Linked DNA regions of Mus musculus: all the other regions are linked to region 2. The links are chromatin contacts, called in public ChIA-PET maps. All regions are on one chromosome and are shown on one strand. The core of a region is the stretch at or near the end of the contact, and the rest is flanking DNA. Distances in the headings are between cores, read along the strand shown.

What was found. ChIA-PET counts read pairs in DNA pulled down with a chosen protein or histone mark.
Region 1: a contact with region 2 is called in an RNA polymerase II ChIA-PET map of memory CD8 T cells, with 81 read pairs. The contact joins the enhancer-like site here to the promoter of Top2b in region 2. A contact is called at or near these places in 5 of 39 promoter capture datasets (the 3T3-L1 cell line, the C10 cell line, the SN4741 cell line and 1 more), 4 of 484 Hi-C or Micro-C datasets (CD4 T cells, CD8 T cells and adipose-derived mesenchymal stem cells) and 8 of 115 datasets of contacts at active chromatin or transcription factors (the 230-238 cell line, embryonic stem cells, large pre-B cells and 4 more).
Region 3: a contact with region 2 is called in an RNA polymerase II ChIA-PET map of memory CD8 T cells, with 36 read pairs. The contact joins the enhancer-like site here to the promoter of Top2b in region 2. A contact is called at or near these places in 5 of 115 datasets of contacts at active chromatin or transcription factors (the 230-238 cell line, memory CD8 T cells, pro-B cells and 2 more).

What each region holds. Positions count from the first base shown.
Region 1 is chr14:15,768,615-15,771,314 of GRCm38.p6, forward strand. No RefSeq gene overlaps it. Among named protein-coding and RNA genes, the nearest start is that of Gm31804, 5.1 kb to the right of the region's middle. Within about 2 kb of position 1,412, at least 67 of the 459 cell types and tissues checked have an H3K27ac peak or open chromatin away from gene starts, as enhancers often do. A contact at or near this core is called in the 230-238 cell line, CD8 T cells, memory CD8 T cells and 3 more, where this site is marked.
Region 2 is chr14:16,363,803-16,366,502 of GRCm38.p6, forward strand. Top2b (topoisomerase (DNA) II beta) reads left to right here and starts at 1,404. Exons shown (of 36, transcript NM_009409.2): 1 at 1,404-1,924. The coding sequence starts at 1,877.
Region 3 is chr14:15,745,686-15,748,385 of GRCm38.p6, forward strand. No RefSeq gene overlaps it. Among named protein-coding and RNA genes, the nearest start is that of Gm31804, 28 kb to the right of the region's middle. Within about 2 kb of position 1,351, at least 53 of the 459 cell types and tissues checked have an H3K27ac peak or open chromatin away from gene starts, as enhancers often do. A contact at or near this core is called in the 230-238 cell line, memory CD8 T cells, pro-B cells and 1 more, where this site is marked.

The DNA of each region.
Region 1 (2,700 bases), core at 162-2,661, 600 kb before region 2:
TTACATCACTCTTCAGATGCTCTGCTGAGGTCCCATATTTTCCTAGCTATCTTTTCATCCATCACTCTAGATGTGGAAAACAAGATCGTGATCTTGTGGTCATCTTAGCCACATAGTACATACTGTCATTCTGTCACTTCTGAAACATGCCCTTTCTTTGCTGTCTTCCAGTCTTGTATGTTGAAAAGATGAGCTTCCTGTAGATACTGTTGGCCAGTACCAATTATTGTGAGTTTGTTTACAGTTCTTGAAGCAAGAACATCAGAAGTGTTCAGGTATAGAGCCCATGGAGCACACTCCCAGACCCACCTGTGCTCTCAGTAACTGGATAACATTCAATAGTCCCTCTGGCAAGCATACTGAATTATGTCCCTTACACTATGGCACCAATGGAAGGGAAAACACACAACACAAAAGTGATGAGATCAAGTAAACACTAGATTGTGATCAGACTTTACAGAACAGCCCTTCATGAGGGGGCAAAATAGCTTCAGAATTTAGACCCATGGCACCACTTCCAACAATAAACAGATGGATCTAAAGTCCTGAATCCCACTATGATCAGCCAAACCCATGGCTCCCCTGGGGTCTGAAGGCGAAGTAATGCATGATGGGAAATGCCTGTGATTCTAGGTGGAACCCTGAGGTAATGTACCAGTCACCAGGTCACTGTGACCATGACTTTACTGACCTTTTTGACTTTGAATTGTAGTGGTGATAGATTCTGAGATTTTTTGGGGGGGATAGTCACAGGATTCCTAACAGTAGCATATGCCTGTCCACATGCCCATGTAATACCAACCCTCATGCCTGCTGGCTTCTCTAAGTTGGTCCTTGGGGAACACTTTCAGTGTCAGCTCACTAACCCTGTCTTTTACAATTCTTGGCACTCTATTTTGTACATTTGAGAAGAAATAAAAGTGCTAACCCAGCTTGATGAGCCCTGTGTGGTTCTGGTTCTCTACATTGAGCGTTGGTTTTTTTGTTCCTGGAATAAAAATGATCCAGAAGATTTTACAGCCATTGAAACATTTGTTCGCTGTGCTGAGAACTTAAGAGGACATTCTAAAATGGTTTTCAAAATGTTTTTATGATGATGACATCAGCTGATATGAGTTTACTGTCTCTTGAGGCAAAGATCTTGAAAGCATTAGTGCTCTATTGCCAGCCCATGTCATCTTTGTTTGGCCCTCAATGGGACACAATTCCGGGTGTTTTATTCACCCTCAAAACACTTCGTTTCAAAGGGAGTTTAAACACTGTATAATAAACAGTAAAATTCAGGAGCAGAAAAAAATGAAAATGTAGGTGAGACAAGAAGGAAGTGAGAAACAGTCTTACAGAAAGCAACACTGCAGCCACAGTGTGAACCACAGTGTGACACCCATGGGAAAGGGAAACCAAGCCGCAGCCATGAGACAGGAAGAAGCCGGCTGCTGGGAAAGAATGACGTCACTTTCAGCAGTTACTCTTTTCTGGTAGAACGGGGAGGGTCAGACACGTTTTCTTCAGAAAAAAAAAAGAAAAGAAAAAAAAGAATGGAAAAATGGTTCCAATCAGTTCTGTCTCAGTGCCAGAAGGAATGAGACCCATGCTGCTGCACATCAGGTCAGTCCACAGGATGTGGCTGCATCCTTCACAGCTTTCTAAATGCAGAAGCTTTGAATCAGTAAGCCTGCTTTTAGTGAAATACAGTTTCAAGTCCAATTATGATGATATACACCTGTAACTCCATCAGGAGCTGAGACAGGAGGGCCACTTCTCCAAGATAACTCCTTCAGTGAACACAGGACTCCTAAAGTCAACACAGCCATGGAGGTTGCATGAGAGAACTTGCCCAAACCATGAAGCCTTGAGCCTTACCTTTCTTGGCATTTTAAGCACAAAAAAAAAAAAAAAAAAAAAAAAAAAAAACCATATCCTGGTCAGAACACTTCAGTTAACAAGAGCAGTTAGCAAGAAGTAGAACTGCAGGAGCAAAAAAGCAGTTAGTACATTTGTGGCTTTTCCAGCCACATCCCTGGACCATTGATGTAACCTTTGTATCTATTTTGTGAGGTGGTTTAGGTCTAAGTTCTTGTGTCAGATGTCCCCGCCTATGTTCTGAGTTCCAACACCTGAATGGGTTTCTGTCATTGCAATAGTTGTGCTAAGGTCTGGGAGCATGTTAGTTATATCATAAGCATGAGTCCAGCCTGAGGTACATATCCTGCCTCATGATATCAATCAAATAATAATAATAATAATAATAATAATAATAATAATAATAATAATAATAATAATAATTCAATTGAGAATACTTAATTTTGAATAATATAAATACCACTAAGAAAAGTAATTTGTAAATAATCCCCAAACTCATTTGATCGAGTCAATTGTGAACTAATAATTAATAGTTAAGATGTAAGGATTGTTACTCCCAAATATTTTTAACATAGAATATATGACATATCTCCTCCTCTCTGAGAGATATGAGGCTGCACTATCTTATTACATACCTCTGAAGATTTCAGCTAAGTCACACACATCTAATGATGCTGGTCAGGAGTCATCTCCACACAGTGGACATGAGAGCTGGAAATTGTTAGGTACATGATAATGTTTGAGACAAGGTGGGCAAACTAAAGAATGATTAAAAAGTATCATTAAATCAGCTCTCAGAAAACGATTCTAAAATTCATTGTCATTCATTTTTTTCTG
Region 2 (2,700 bases), core at 154-2,653:
ATGAGTATAAGTCCCCAGGTAAGAAGGCCCGATGATGGACTTGGGAAAGCTGGTAACATGACTGTGGTGCTTTAGAGTCAGGGGCGCAGCCCAGCTTAGATCCTGCCTAGCGCTTTATAAGCTTTAACACTAGATTCAAAGTAAAGAAAGGTTTTGGTGTTCTTAGTCAGAATCCCCAAATAAACTGAAATTCCACGGTCTCCAGAGAGCTAATTAAGAACTACATTGAAATGATTTCCGTGTTTCAGAGCTCCCCACTTGGATTCAGAATGCAGCAGCGATTGAGAGGTGTGACCCCAAAGTTTCCCTTAAGGGAAGCACTCAGCTGCCGGAGAGACTCAAGGAAATACTTTCACAGAAAGTTGTTAGCTCTAGCTGGGTAAAGTTCTTCGGTGTGGTGTCCTCCTGTTAGTCACTCTTGGAAGATTGACGTCGGAGGAGGCTGTTGTCCCTTTAAACCCATTGCCACGCCTGACAGAGCATGGCTGGGAGTATGCCCAAAGAGAACTTGTTGAATGCAATTCCATTTACAGGCTGGGTGAAGTCAAGAGCTCTTCCATCTGCCAAAAGCTTTGGCGTTGCAAATTTTATTCTTAGAAAGCTTCCACACGAAAAAAGTCTATTTCATGATGTGTACCTGAAAGCTGAGAAGTGACAGGGACCTGTCTGCATTGTTGGGAGGAAAGGTCTGTAGCCAGAAAAGGGAGTCCTGACCCGTTCGCATTCCTTCCCGGGAACGTTCTCTGGGCACTCTTAGCACCCCAAGTTCCCTAACTGGTGGCACTGAAGACCGCTTGCCCTGTTTAGGGGCAAGGCAGAGAGACGGTCGGTCGGGGGTCGGGCGGATGCAGCAGCAACCTGGGGCCTGAGCGCGGGGTCCGGCTGCTCTAGGCGGCGCACGGTCCCGTCTGCAGTTCGCTAGCTCCCTCCGGGGCCCAGTCCCTGGGGGCGGCTAGGGCTTCCTGCCTCCCTGCCCCCAACCCTCCCCCCCCCCCCCCCCGCTCCCGCTCCCCCCGCGGCCTCGCGGCAAGTCTGCAGGACACAGTCCGGAGGTTTCCACAGCCCTTGTCCCAGGACTCCCGGCTCCTTTGGATGCCCCGGAATGACTCTTGACAGCCGCCTGCTCTCCCTTCTGACGGAAACCCCATTCACTCGCCTCGCTCTCCCTTACACTCTCTCTCAGACACAAACAAAAAACCCAAGTCTGCCTCTCAGTTGCTACCCGCAATGACGTTTTCCCCTCGGGTCCCGCCCCCCTAGGGGCCTGAAATTTTGGGATTGGTCGAAGTACTGTAGTGACAAGGCTGTGATTGGACGATCCATGGTTGACTGACAGCCGGTGACCACCGCACCCTCCCCCTCCCGGAGCGCGCCTGTGTGTGCCGTGTTATGCCGGACTAAAGGGAGGCCACCACGGCGGCTCTGTTTATTGTCCCTCTTGGACTGTGCTCCGGAGGACCGGTTCAGACGCCGCTTGGGCGGTTTTGAGGCAGTGGCGGCCTTTGAGGCTGCGGCGACCGCGGCGAGGACTCTGCGGCTTCGGTGGCTTGAGGAGAAGCAGCGGCTCATTCCTGTCAGGGCTCTGGCTCGCGAGTCCTAGCCGGCCCGCTTCAACCTCGTCCCTCATCCGCGATCCCAATCGCCCGCGTGGGTCCCGGAAGGCCGCGCCGCATCGCCAGCCCTTCCTAGTCCTCGACCACTCTGTAGGCCCGGGCGCCGCGCTCGAGTTTGAGGGCGGCGGGCAGCGCGGCCTCCTCAGCGGCTCGGGCCCGCGATGGGGCGCGGCTAGGAGTGCTGCGCGCAGCGGTCAGTGCGAGCGGCGGGCCCGGCGTCCCCGGAGCGCGAGCAGCCCCTGGCCTGCACGGGAGGCGCTGCCATGGCCAAGTCCAGCCTCGCGGGCTCTGACGGGGCGCTGACCTGGGTGGTGAGTGCGGCGCGGGCGGGCGCATTGTTCGTGGGCCGCGGGCGACGCGGGCGGGGTGAGAGCGTGGTGCGGCGGGCGCCCTGTCAGGCTGCAGTCGGGGCCTAGCCCCGTGTGCCCTTTCTCTCTGCTTTCGCCTCCACCAAGGCTCAGGCTGCTGAACAATGCTCACCGGAAACTTCAGGGTGCACACCGAGAGTGGGGGGACCGCGATAATGCGAGCCTCCGGGCCAACCCTCCATAAGTGCAGCACCAGAAAATAGTGCCCGGTATGCTACGGCTTCCGGCGGCCTGTCCCAGAGGAATGTGCACTTGAATGGTCACTGCGGGTTGCGCCTCCCCAGAAAAGGCTCATTCCGCAGAGAGGGTATTTGGGACGACTTTGACAGCAGGCTAGAGACCGCCCGCGGGATTAAAAGAAGAGTTTACTTACGTCAGCCTCCCGTGTACACCGTGTGGGGGCCCAGGGGTGTCCCTCGGAGGTGAGGGGGTGCTTAAGCCTGAACTTGGAGGATTGCAGAGCTCAGTTCCTGGAGGGAGGTGGACTTAGCAAGTGCAGCGGGAGCAGTTGGAACGCGGCTCCCAGGACAGATCGATAACTCCAGCATTTCACTTACTCAGCACTGAGTTCAGACCAGGGTCATTTCCCAAACAAAACACCGGACTTAGTAGATGAGGCCAGCAGCTTGGACAGAAAATTTACACATTTCAGGGACTTTAACACATCCCTTCCAGAGGATCCTAGTTCCCCGCCTTTTGAACACACTAAGGAACTTTGG
Region 3 (2,700 bases), core at 101-2,600, 620 kb before region 2:
AGGAGGGCCTAGGCTGCCCCTGCTGGTATGTGAAAGCTTAAAAAACACATGTGATGTCTAAGGCTATTTTCTGATTCTATTTTAAAAGCTGAACTCAGTTGCCTGGTTGGAACTTTGGGGCTCATACAATGTTTTTGATGCTTTCTCTAAACTTGGAAACTCCTCGGTGTCACAGCCCAAAGGTGACATTCACCCATCACAGGCCACTCAACTCTGATGTGAGTATTTAGCAAAAATAGGTTGCCCACAGACGGTACCAGTCATTTACCTGACTGGCCTTATCCCCACTCCCTAGACACAGAAGTGAAATTTCAGAAATGAAAGTCGCTTGCTCAGGAATTGCAAAGAATGAAGCAAGAGCTGGATCCCTCCCCTTTTCTGTAGATTCTTCTGCTCTGTCTTTCTAAAAGGAAACATTTTGAACAAATAGAATCACAACAGACAACTCTATTAGATTCTCAGGCCTACCTGCTACATGTTACTTTTACAGTGGCAGTAGCCTTCCTCTTGGATACAAAAACCACCTTTAACATCTGTCAGCAGGATTCTCAGCCTGTGGTACAAAGCATGCCTGAGATTCCTGCTTAGGCTGGGCTGGAGCTCTGATAGGGAAAGCATGTTTACAGTGCTCTTTTGGGTCAATCACATTTTAGGATTTTTCCACACAGGGAAATTAAGTTTTCTTAATTAAATTTTAAAACCAGTGACATAAGAGGACTCAATAAATTATCATAGAAGCTAGTTGTGCTGAGCCACAGAACTTGAGAACTAAGGTTTGAACTATATGGTTACACACACACACACACACACACACACACACACACACACACACACACACACACACACACATATATATATATATATATATATATATATATATATATATATTCCCTATAGCACAGTAACTCCTCATCTTAAACACTAACCAACTGAAAATTATATTATCTCATGGAATTGACTTGAAGGAGTAAAGACTATTTTATCTCATGAAAGTACATATGCAAGGAAGCACACAACAGAACCTGGATATACTGGAGAGTGGAGGCTAGGATTAGAGGAGGATGCTTAAGCTCCTCCTCACATGGTTCTTAGTGGGATACACGGATACCAGCCAAAGCCAGCTTTAACTTCCTCCACTAGATACTTCTCTAAGATTGAATCAAATTGCTTTGTACGAACCTCTACCTGCTAGTTGATGGAAATCCCTTTACAGCAGATAAAGAGCATCCCGCATGAGTGACTACTGAGCACTAGGAGTCCAATTTGAGACCAAATATAAACACAAGATTAAATGTGAAGCCACAGGGTCCCCATCTGCCAGCATTGTGTTCTCTAAGAAGCATCACGAGACCTTCACTGAAGCCCAAGACAGGCGAGGCTCTGCCTAGTTACCACCTGGGTATGACTCAGAAACCCACTTCCTCTCACCAATCCCCCATCAAGTTACACATTTTTCTTAGTTTTTTTTTTTTCTGCTTAATATTTTTAATTTATTTTTATTAGGTATTTTCTTCATTTACATTTCCAATGCTATCCCAAAAGTCCCCCATACCCCCCCCCACTTCCCTACCCACCCACTCCCACTTCTTGGCCCTGGCATTCCCCTGAACTGAGGCATATAAAGTTTGCAAGACCAATGGGCCTCTCTTCCCAATGATGGCTTAATTTTTATTTTTCAAAGCCTCAGTAGCATTTTTTAAAAGCAGTTTGTAGGCAGTGTGAGTGTGAAGTGGTCTCTCCTTTGATAACACAAAGGGACAGTGAAGCAAGAACATGTGGGAACGTGATGAAGTAGGAGAGAGATGCTAGCTGAGCAACTTCAGGAGGGAGTCTCAATAATTAGCAATTTTGTTTTTAACCATTGTGGGCACTTCCATTTGTCCAGGTGTCCTGGCCTGGCCTGAAGCTGGAAATACCTGGGTTCTATCAGTAGTTCTGCCCTGCAAACTAAAATACCAAAAATACCAAATTGTTTAAGGGTGCTGACAGTACTCTGGTTTTTTTTTTTTTTTTTTTTTTTTGGTTTTTTTTTTGTTTTGTTTGTTTTGTTTTTTAATTTAACTTATCCTTTTCAGAATAGCAGCTGAAGCCTGGAACCTGTGGATGATCAGATACTTCACTAACCTTTAAGGGTGTGCCAGCAGAAGGTGTGCCAGGCAAGACACAGAAATGACAAGTCACATGAAGACCTCATGTGTAGGACAACTGTCCTGCTCAGCTCACTTCTCGTGCTTAGAGCAGGTTGATTATGACAACACTTTCCTGGGATCTATTTCGACTCTAAAGAATTTCTTCTTGTTTCATCTCTCATACATTCTCAACTATAATAAAATTCCTTTCGGAAACTCATTCTTTACATGGCATAAGACCATAGGACCATAGAGAGGAAGGTGGCACTGGAAGGTGCTCATGAGTACTTGTCCTTGCATCTTTAGCATCTGTACTAAGAAGACTACAAGTTACCTGTAGCCCAATGGAGGGCTTTTTCATTAAAGTCTTTGCATTTTGAAAGAGTCTGTGACTATTTGGAATGAAATAATTTAGATGAGCTTCTTCTGCTGGTGTTTTATGAAATGCCATTCTGAATGTGTTTTCATGGAATGGTGTTGTGTTGGTCAGGGAGCTATAGAATGTCTGACATATATATCTTAATCATAGCCTTTGATTCCTCTGGACCCAGAGAAGATCAATTAATCTGAG